Linked DNA regions of Sus scrofa: region 1 is linked to region 2. Evidence: chromatin contacts called from public HiChIP or PLAC-seq data. All regions are on one chromosome and are shown on one strand. The core of a region is the stretch at or near the end of the contact, and the rest is flanking DNA. Distances in the headings are between cores, read along the strand shown. Region 1 holds the start of TBRG1 (transforming growth factor beta regulator 1). Region 2 holds the start of LOC100739156 (olfactory receptor 143-like).

The links. HiChIP or PLAC-seq counts read pairs in DNA pulled down with a chosen protein or histone mark.
Region 1: an H3K27ac HiChIP or PLAC-seq map of alveolar macrophages shows a contact between it and region 2. The contact joins the promoter of TBRG1 here to the promoter of LOC100739156 in region 2. A contact is called at or near these places in 1 of 47 Hi-C or Micro-C datasets (embryonic fibroblasts) and 1 of 2 datasets of contacts at active chromatin or transcription factors (alveolar macrophages).

The regions. Positions count from the first base shown.
Region 1 is chr9:51,863,806-51,869,134 of Sscrofa11.1, forward strand. It overlaps TBRG1 (transforming growth factor beta regulator 1), which reads left to right and starts at 1,507. Exons shown (of 9, transcript XM_003130020.4): 1 at 1,507-1,896; 2 at 3,838-3,908; 3 at 5,258-5,329. The coding sequence starts at 1,747.
Region 2 is chr9:51,601,583-51,606,936 of Sscrofa11.1, forward strand. LOC100739156 (olfactory receptor 143-like) reads left to right here and starts at 2,118. Exons shown (of 1, transcript XM_005667474.2): 1 at 2,118-3,050. The coding sequence starts at 2,118. The coding sequence ends at 3,050. The region is part of intron 1 of LOC100524098 (olfactory receptor 151-like); the gene reads left to right.

The sequences.
Region 1 (5,329 bases), core at 257-2,756, 260 kb after region 2:
TTTTTTCAAACTTATTTTAGCGTAAGCTTTTTCTCCAGTAACTTATTGAATTTATTGTTTTAACTCTGCACATATTTTCCTTAATTTCCATATACAATTCTAAAAGCCTAAATTTTGAGTATATAGAACAGTAATTATACATCAACAGAGTACTTTTCACTTCATTACCTTTATAACTTTCACTTCATTATTCTAAAGAGTATATTCAGTTTCGAAAGGAAAAACCGGTAACCCAGAGGCTCACTCAGCTAGTTAGTGGAATTGCTGGGAGAAAAATGAATACTACAAGTTTTCTGCCTTTCAGCCCAGCGCATTTACCAAGATTGCATTCTAAAAAACTGTTCACCTTACTTACTTGATGATTTTAGATAGTCTTTGGTTACAAAGAGCTTTATAAATACAAGTGTAGGCACGGAAACATACTTTTGATTTCATTAGGCAGATATTTACTGAGTGCCCACTTGGCGCAAGTTATTAAAACTGCCAGTTAAATCCCTTCCATCTTCCATACTAGATTCTAATCTGAGAGCAGAAGCCTTTTTTTCTATTCACCACTGTAGTCCCAGCTCCCAGTAAAGTCACAGTGTAATAGGCTCTCAAGAAACACCTGTGCAAGCTGTATAAAGGAAGGAAGAAAGGAAAGCCACAGTCCCAGCACTGCTTTCATGTGCATCCTACAATCTAGGAAGGTCAGTCTGTATGAAGTGTGGAAAAGTGATGTTGAAATGCAGTGTGGTGGAATGGATTAGGGGTTTGGAGTTAGTACATGCAAACTGTGACATTTAGAATGGATAAACAAGGTTCTATGGTATAGCACAGGGAACTATACCCAATCTCCTGGAATAGAACATGATGGAAAAAAAATATTTAAAAAAGAACAGGGGTTCCCTGTAGTGGCTCAGCGGAAACGAATCTGTCTAGGAACCATGAAGTTGCCGGTTCTGGATCCGACGTTGTTGCCGTGAGCTGTAGTGTAGGTCGCAGAGGCGGCTGGTTTCCGGCATTGCCCGTCGCTGTGGTGTAGCCCAACGGCTACAGCTCTGATGTGACCCCTAGCCTGGGAACTTCCATATGCCATGGGTGCGCCCCCCCCCAAAATATAGATACACACACATATATTGATATATGTGCATATATATTATATATGTGTATATATGTATCTGCGGGACTGATTTTATATATATATACACACACACATATATACACATATATAATATATATGCACATAATAAATCTTTTTTTTTTTTTTAATTCTGTGGCTCGGCTTGGAGAGCGTATATGAGATAGGCCCGTGTAAGATTTTTTGTTTGTTCCTCTTTAGCTCGACAACAACACGCCTCAGCTAAGCACACACAGGCGCGAATCTCAGAGGGTCACTTCCCACCGCCCTCCTTCCCACCTAGACCGCCCACTTTCCTATCCCCGCCTCCGGGGCCTCAGATGGGCGTGCCCTGCGGACCGACCCGGCTCCCAGCCCCGGAAGTTACACGCGGCCGGCGCCGAGACGTAACTTCCGGCAGAACTGACTTCCGAAGCAGACGCGGAAGTGCAAGGAGGCACCAGGAGCCGGGTTGGCTGCTGGGTTTCTGGCTCCGCTGTGCCCTTCAGGGACGTTCTGGGGCGGTCGGTTCCTTAGAAGCCCGCATCCGCCAGCCCAGACCCGTACGAAGCCGGCGCTTGAGGCCGCTCTGAGTCCGAGGAGCTGATGCAGGCCGCGCCCTGGAGCCCCCGTAGCGGGGCCGGACCATGAGCCTGCTGGGCGGCCTGGCTTCCTCGCCGCGGGCCCCGCTGCAGTCCAGCAGGGCCAGGATGAAAAAGCTCCCGAAGAAGAGCCAGAACGAGAAGTACCGGCTCAAGTACCTGCGGCTGCGCAAGGCGGCCAAAGCCACGGTGTTTGTGAGTGACCAGCGCCCAGCCCTTCTCCGCCTCGAGACTCTCCTGACGCGCGAAATCTTTTCCCCAAACTGTGCCCTTTCCCAGAGTGGCAGTATTAATACAGTGTTAGCTTTTACGATTTACATTACTTCTTGTAAGCCTTGTGCCTTGGACAAATGGTGTAATATCTATAATCCTGTTTCCTCATTTGCAAAAGAGATCGAATAACTACCTAGCAGAGTTCAAGAAGATTAAATGAGGAAAGTAAAGACCTCGTCAGCCAGAAGCGCCAATAAGTTTTAGTCATTATCGTTATTACCGCAAAACTCTTTGAAAGGCTTTTTATTCTCGAGAGAAACCTGAGAATAAGGCACTTTTTAGAATAGCAACACCGAAGCCGGCAGAGATGATTTGCTCACGGCCACTGTGTCAGGACTCAGACTCCCAACTCAGAACACCTGATTCTAGTTTCTTTATTACTTCCATTACACAGCCTGTTTCCCAAGGCCCACAACACACGCGGTAATTGACCCTTTTTTTTCCCCCGAAAAGGCACATGAAGCATTCAATTATCCCTCCTTCCAACCACTTTTGAGTCTTCTGAGTGTTTCTACCCTTCTTTATTGTAGAGGTCCTGGGTTTATTGGATGAATGAACTGGTTTACTAGTCATTACTAAGGGTTACAATATTCAGGCTTGCTCAGGCTCACTCCAGTGCTTGGAAATAGGAAGTGGAGTCCTCAGATGTCTTCCCATCTGAATCACCACCTTACCTTTTCCACCTGAAGCTTGAATGTCCCTCAGGTCTTTGGAAGTGTGAGGAAAGTTTTAGAAATTAGAACATTCATTCCAAAAACATTTATTTAGCACTTGGCACGTGCACTAGAGAGAAATAAGAAAAGTGGAATTAAGAGGATTTGGTATCTAAGTGTTACCATTCTTTTGTCGCCTAAATGTCAAAGATGCCTATGTTGTTAGAAGAGTATTGTTTCCATTAAGCCCCTGAAGTAGATTTTGTGAAGAAAGGGGATACTGTTTTGAACGTTCAAATTTGAGGTCCCAAGTATGGAACACCCAGATTGAAGCACTCCCCTCAGGACTCGTGCTTGGGAAATAGATTGAGTCATCAGTAAAGAAAGATAACCCTTCAGTATACATAAATAGGTTACGAAGTTTAAGAGTTTTATAAGACAAAAGACAAAAAAAAAAACTCAAGAGATGAGTTCCCTTTGTGGTGCAGCTGAAACGAATCCGACTAGGAACCATGAGGTTGCAGGTTCCATCCCTGGCCTTGCTCAGTGGGTTAAGGATCCGGCGTTGCCATCCTCGGCTCGGATCTGGCGTGGCTGTGGCAGAGGCCGGCAGCACCAGCTCCGATTCAACCCCTAGCCTTGGAACCTCCCTATGCTGCAGGTGTGGCCCTAAAAAGACACACACACACACACACACACACACAGAGAATTTTATGGGTTAGACTTGATTTTGTTCCATCCAGATTTTCTCTTAAAGGTTCATACTGCATGGGATCCTTTAGTGTGGGTTGGTTTTGTAAGCTCCCCAGGTGTCAAGACACTTGGGAATGAACTTTTCTCCATATTATAGCATTGAATTTAAGCTTCTGTGGATTTTAGCAGTATGCCCTTTTCTCTGTTAAAAGCTGGCCCTACTAAAGGTGACCATACATTTTGGTTTGCCTAGGACATCCCTACCTTGCCATGTTCTAGCAAAATCATTAATAGCTCCTCCTTTTCACTCACAGGTGCCCCAGTTTCTGTAAATTACCGTGGCGCAGAGTAGAACTTGACCCTACCTTTACTTACAGGTTTACAGTTTGTAAGGTAGACAGATTAGCGCTTCTCAGCCACACAGACTTCTTTGATTTGGAATATTGCTCCTCTTCCCAACATAATACTTTGACTTTGTATTCATTTTGTGTGATTGTATTCAAAATTTTTCTTAAAGGAAAATGCTGCTATTTGTGATGAAATTGCTCGTCTTGAGGAAAAATTTCTTAAAGCAAAAGAAGAAAGACGGTGAGCTGGGTTCATTTTGTGTTCAGAATCATTTTGGGTGATTGCTACAGTGTTACTGATCCAGGGATTTTTCCTCCAGTGGGATTTTTGTGCTTTGCACAGCCCATTGGCCACTATCTAGTACAGAGAAACTTGCAACATGTGGTGTTGGTTCCTTTTTACCCAGGTTGTGTCGGAACATGGTGATAAACCAGCTCTTTCCAGGCATCCCCGCCATGGCACAGCAGAAACAAGTCCAACTAGGAACCGTGAGGTTGCGGGTTCAATCCCTGGCCTCACTCAGTGGGTTAAGGATCTGGTGTTGCCATGAGCTGTGGTGTAGGTCACAGACGTGGCTCAGATCTGATGTTGCTGTGGCTGTGGCTCAGGCCGGCAGCTATAGCACCGATTGGACCCCTTGCCTGGGAACCTTCATATGCCGAGGGTATGGCCCTAAAAAGCTAATCTTATAACTCTGCAGTTGTAAGCCAAGGGACAAAAGAAACTGCATTTCACTTTCAAATATTAGATACTACTCTTTGAGTATATATACATATATAGTTCATGATATTTGCCCTTCAGAAACCTGACACCTTCCAACATCCAGTTAGAAGAGCCCTCCACATGCAAAAAAGTTAGTCTGTAATCCTTTATCCTTGGCATCTTGAGGTATTATCCTCTAGAGCTTCATTTTTCCCCAGGTCTCGTAAGAACCCTAGTTTTGTGAATGCAGTAATCTTTGTATATAGTTCTGGCTTTTCCCAATCCTCAAATAAAATATTGAATTGAGTATAAATAAAACAGAAGCGGGAGTTCCCATCATGGCGCAGTAGTTAATGAATCCGACTAGGAACCATGAGGTTGCAGGTTCGATCCCTGCCCTTGCTCAGTGGGTTAACGATCCGGCATTGCCGTGAGCTGTGGTGTAGGTTGCAGACGTGGCTCGGATCCCCCGTTGCTGTGGCTCTGGCGTAGGCTGGCAGCTATAGCTCTGATTTGACCCCTAGCCTGGAAACCTCCGTATGCTGCGGGCGCAGCCCAAGAAATAGCAAAAAGACCAAAAAAAAAACAAGCGGAGTTCCTGTTGTGGCACAGCAGAAATGGATCTGACTAGGAACCATGAGGTTGCGGGTTTGATCCCTGGTCTTGCTCAGTGGGTTAAGGATCTGGCATTGCCATGAGCTGTGGTGAAGGTTGTAGATGCAGCTTGGATCTGGTGTGGCTGTGGCTGTGGCTGGCAGTTGTAGCTCCAATTGGACCCCTAGTCTGTGAAACTCCATATGCCGTGGGTGCAGCCCTAAAAAGCAAAGCAAACAAAGAAACAAAAACCAGAAGCTTATGCCTCTGCTCCCTTTCCTTCCCAACCTTAGGTACTTGCTAAAGAAGCTCCTCCAGCTTCAGGCTCTAACTGAAGGGGAAGTACAGGCTGCCGCTCCTTCCCA
Region 2 (5,354 bases), core at 868-3,367:
GCTCTCAATTCCACAACCACAGGAACTGAGTTCTTCCAGCAACTTGACTAAATTCGGAAACAGATTCTTCCCCAGAGCCTCCAGAAGGAATGCAGCCCTGCCCACACCCTGATTTCAGCCTGGGCAGAGAATCCAGCCATGCTGGTCCATACCAGACTTCTAAGTTACAGAGCTATGACTAACAAGCAGGTGTTTTTTGAGCCACTGAGTTTATGGTTAATTATTACACATCAATAAAAAGCTAATTCATAAGTGATGGTAGGACCCTGTGTTAAGGAAACGTTTAAAGTATTCCAGACTTAAGGTAAGACAGCTTTATCAAAGTGAGTACAATGAAGAGGAAGGATCAGAAACCAAGGATTTTAAGGAGGTAAGAGTCGTGTAAACTTGGAAGACCAAATGCTAATGGTTTCTAAGAAGGAGAAGCCCAGAATGACAGCCTATTTATAGATTTGACTAACTAGGTAGAGGATGGTGCCATTGACTTAGTAAAAGATGAGAAGAGGAGAAATAGGTCTGGAACCACAAGGAGATGCTGAATTCAGTTTGAATGAGGATGTCTATAAATAGTGGTGTACAGTATTGTAAACTTAGGGAAGAAGTCCATGTTATAGATAAAGATGAAGATGAAGGAGACCAAATACTCCCTTAGCACTTATTATATGCTAAGCAGTGCTCTAGAGGTAATAAGGCATTTAATCCTGAAAGCAGTTTTAGGAAGCAGGACTATTATTAAACTCATAATGTCTGCAAGGCCAAATGGCTTAGAGGGATTGAGTAGCCTGTCCAAGATCACAGAAGTGATAAGAGGAATTTAAACTCAGACTCAGTGTGACTCCAGAGCTCGTTCTATTAACATTTCCCTGTTATAATTCTCTATATATGTGAACTACAAAAGATGGATATTATGAAAGACTGTGAGTCACAGAAAATGTAAAAAAAAACAGTCTCGGAAATGACTCTGCCCCTGAACACTCCTCTTTTAGAATCAAGGGTGAGCTCTGAAGTTAACTGGGAATACAATGGAGGCTACTCCTTCCCTGCACAGAAGATTTGAAATTCTTAATGTGAACTGATACTTGGAGAACAATGCTGACTCCCAAAAGGCACCAGTATCAACTTACTGACAAGTGATGTAAACACAGGCTCAGTAATTTCTTCCCTGAGGAGCCTGATCAAACTTTGATCCTTAATGAAGCTAATTTTCTAAGTTTCCAAAGAAGTTCCTGAGATCCACAGAGAATAAGATGCATCCACACTATTAGTCAGCTGATGGTTTGGAAACAAAAGGTTGATTCCTTTGCCTTTCCCTGAAGACATTATATGCAAATCCACAAATAGCGAATGTTGCCTCCTCCTTTGTCAGAACTTTTGTCTCCTTCAGGCAAGGGGATGGAAAAAGAACACTAGAGTCCTGGAAAAAGAACACTAGAACACTAGTAGTAAGGTGTCCATGTAAACAGAAGTTGGGCTGCTGCGTCTTCTCTGTTCTGATGTTTTCGTTTCTACTGCTATAATAGTAAAGAGGTCTGGGAGGCCACCTGCCCTTCTTAAACAATTGATTGGATAAAGGGAAAGGGCAGGAGAAATGCAGGGTCTAGGGGACACTCAGCACTCTCACTCAGCCAGGTACTGAGTTTCTGAAAGGTGAGAGGGGAGAATGGGTTGAGTAATGGGCGCTATAGGGATCCTGGTGACCTCGTTGTCCCAAGCTTCAGGAATTTCCATAGGAAGTATTCCAAAGTACCACTCTGGACTGCTTTCCCTGTTACCCTATCACCTTGGCCAGGCTACTCATCTCTTCAAGATATTGTTTCCTTACCTCTCAAATGTGGGCATCATTTTGAGCCCCTGCTAAAAGACTTTATCCTGGATTGTGTCAGCCCAGGGGAGGTAAGGAGTTGCAGCTGAGATTTGAAAACAGAGAAGGAAAGGACAGATGAGAGATGAAAGTCAAAAGGTACAAGTCATTGCTTTCTGGCTCTTTTTGCAGAACATCATCCCAGCTGTCACAGTTGAGCCCCAGTGGAGCAAATCTTCTTGAAACAAAGAATCTGAGTTCTGTCCTAATGTGACATTCTTCTCTCATTTCCTCACAGATCACACCCCTGCAGATAATGGCTGGGGAAAATGACTCATCAGTAACTGAGTTCATCCTCATAGGATTTACAGACCAAGCTCAACTCCAGTTACCCCTCTTCTTCCTCTTCTTATTAAACTATATGGTCACTGTGGTAGGAAATTTGAGCTTAATTAATCTGATATGCCTGGACTGTCACCTTCACACTCCCATGTATTTTTTCATCTTCAACCTTTCCTTCATAGATCTCTGCCATTCCTTTGTCATTACTCCTAAACTGCTAATGAGTTTTGTGTCAGAGAAGAACATCATCTCCTTTGCAAGATGTATGACTCAGCTGTTTTTTTTCTGTTTCTTTGTCCATTCTGAGTGCTATGTGTTGACAGCCATGGCCTATGATCGCTATGTGGCAATCTGTAAGCCCCTTTGGTACACAATCACCATGTCCCCTCAGGTCTGTTCTCTGCTGATGTTTGGTTCATATGTGATGGGATTTGCTGGTGCCATGGTCCACACAGGTAACATGGTCAAATTGTCCTTTTGTGATTCCAACCTCATCAACCATTACATGTGTGACATCGTCCCCCTCCTCCAGCTGTCCTGCAGCAGTGCCTATGCCAATGAGCTAGTAGATTCCATTATTGTGAGTACAGTTGTACTAATATCTAGCTTAATTATTTTTTTTTCTTATGCTTTGATCCTCTCCAATATCCTCCACATCTCATCAGCTCAAGGTTGGTCCAAAGCCTTCAGTACTTGTGACTCTCACATAATAACAGTTGCCTTCTTCTACGGTTCTGGGTTGTTCACACATCTCAAGACCTCTTCTGATGGTTCTATGTGCCAGGGGAAGTTTTTCTCAATATTTTATACCAATATAGTACCCATGTTGAACCCCCTCATCTATAGTCTAAGGAACAAGGATGTCAAGCTTGCTCTGAAGAAAGCCCTGAAGAGAGTTGCAAACTAAGCAGAACCAAAATTGCTGGCTTGTTGGGACACATGTTTGTATATATGTAAGTGTGATTTCCTGTAATTTTCTTCTGAACAAGGTTTTTACTTTTGATACTTTTTTAGCTCTATGTATTCCATTTACAAGTACAGATATTATTGAGTCACATGATTGCTCTCAGTTCCATGCTTACTCACTGAACTGAACTTTATTCTTAATAGCATTGTTCAGAGACTTAGGCTGATTCCTACTGCTTTTTAGACCACCTCCTACTTGGCCTCTTTCCGTGTACTTTTTGTACATCAGCAAGAACGTGGAATGCTGTCTGATGAGGTCACCCCTCTGTTTTCCCCAAAAACAATTACAATATGGCCCTTCCTGGATTTAAGCATTTGAGAAATTCCTACTATATAAGTGCTAAATATTCTAGAATTTCAGAGTTCTTTTAGTCATGATTTCTGTAGTAATGGATTTCCTAACTCAACAGAGCTTTCGTGGTATCTGTGAGATATTATGCTTAGTTAATGGGGATCACAGGTGTTAGCTTATAAGACTAAGCACAGAATATGTTAATACCAGTTAGGAACTGAAAGAAAGAAACTTAGTTAATTCAAATTAATTTAGCCTGACATGTTATAATAGCATCAAGCATATTGTGTGTGTGTGTGTGTGTGTGTGTGTGTGTGTAGAGAGAGAGAGTCATAATTTTGATTACATCTCTAATCAAATAGAATTTGACCACCTCGTGTTCATTTCTCCTTCCTTCTATGCATGGTTAGACTAGAATCTGGCAAAATAAATATTCATGTAATTAGTAGCTTGAACTTGTTTGATTTGAATTTTTCTCTAAAGCAAACTAAAACTTTATGGTAATAAAAACTTCCTTTTTTTTCATAAAATGAGTTTTCTTAAATTTCATATCTATAAATCTTTGAGACTAAAAAGAGTCTGGCTTGATACAATAGAAGGAAATACCATTCTTTTTTCAGTTTAAAGTACAACCTTTTGCATTTCTGATAAGGCAGGACTAATGGTGATGAAATCTCTCAGATTTTGTTTTTCCTGGGTCTGTTATAACATAGGTGTCTCAAACTGACTAATGTTTCAATTAACTAGCACTCCCATTTACAAAGTAATATGTTCCCCACGCAGAACTTGGATCTCTTTTAGGGAGAAAAAAGGAAATGTTTGGTTTGTTTACAACATAAACTAGGAAAAGTGTGCAATTTTATAATCTAAATGAAACTAAACTAAATAAATAAAATAAAACAGGGCTGTATTTATTATATACATGAAATGTACAACTTGTCTCCAGAATGTAACCTATGCTTATGTCAGTAGAAGATAATAAAATCAAGTAAATGAATTTTCTATTCATGAAAAGTGGCTGTAGCATTTTTAGAATGCAAAGATTCATCATGGTAGGTAAAATTTTGTTTAGATAATAAAATCAAGTAAATGAATTTGCTATGCATGAAAAGTGGCTGTAGCATTTTTCAGAATGCAAAGATTCATCATGGTAGGTAAAATTTTGTTTCTCAAAGGGCAGCAGAAACATATACACATCTTGGCTATTGTGCACCCTCCTCATGCTTGGCCTGAGCTGTGATAAAAATAGATTGCCTGTGAGTTTCCTCACTAGGACTGACAGTTGCCTTGCCCTAAACTTTAGGCTGCTAAACAAGATAGAAAGTTCCAGATAGGGCTCACTGTTTCTCAGCTCCACACTCATCTTTCCTACATATTGCCAAGGTTAGAAACCTGTTGTCTACATATGAAAAACACCCCTGACATCTTGACAGCATGGCTAATCATTTAAACATGGCCCTTGTCCGAGAAAAGCTGAAAATCTGTGGCAGCATCTGACAGGCATATTTACACTCAGAGTGAGGATAATAGGTACATTAGTACCCAAGCACATTAGATTGGTTTAAGAGGATGGGAGACTTCATGGAGAAAGTAATGTTTGAACAAGGAAAAGGAGGGAATAAGTTAACTGCACAAAAGTAGAAGTGTGTATTGTCAGATGGGAATTATAAGAGCATAGCAGGCAGGGAGTATTCAAGAAGGAAAAACATGAGGTAAGGGCCAGTGATGACAGAGCATTAGGCATTCCGGAAGGAGCATAGGCATGTATGACAATTGCAAATTAAGATTGTAAGGAAATACAACAAAATGTTAACAGCAGTTAATTCTAGGTGACATATAAGGTGTGACTTAAGATTTAGAGTGGGGAGCTAGTTAATCTTGGCAGGAATATAACCAGGTGTCCAAAACTAAGGCTGGACACTAAGAGAAGAAGCTAGGAGAAGTTACAGCAGT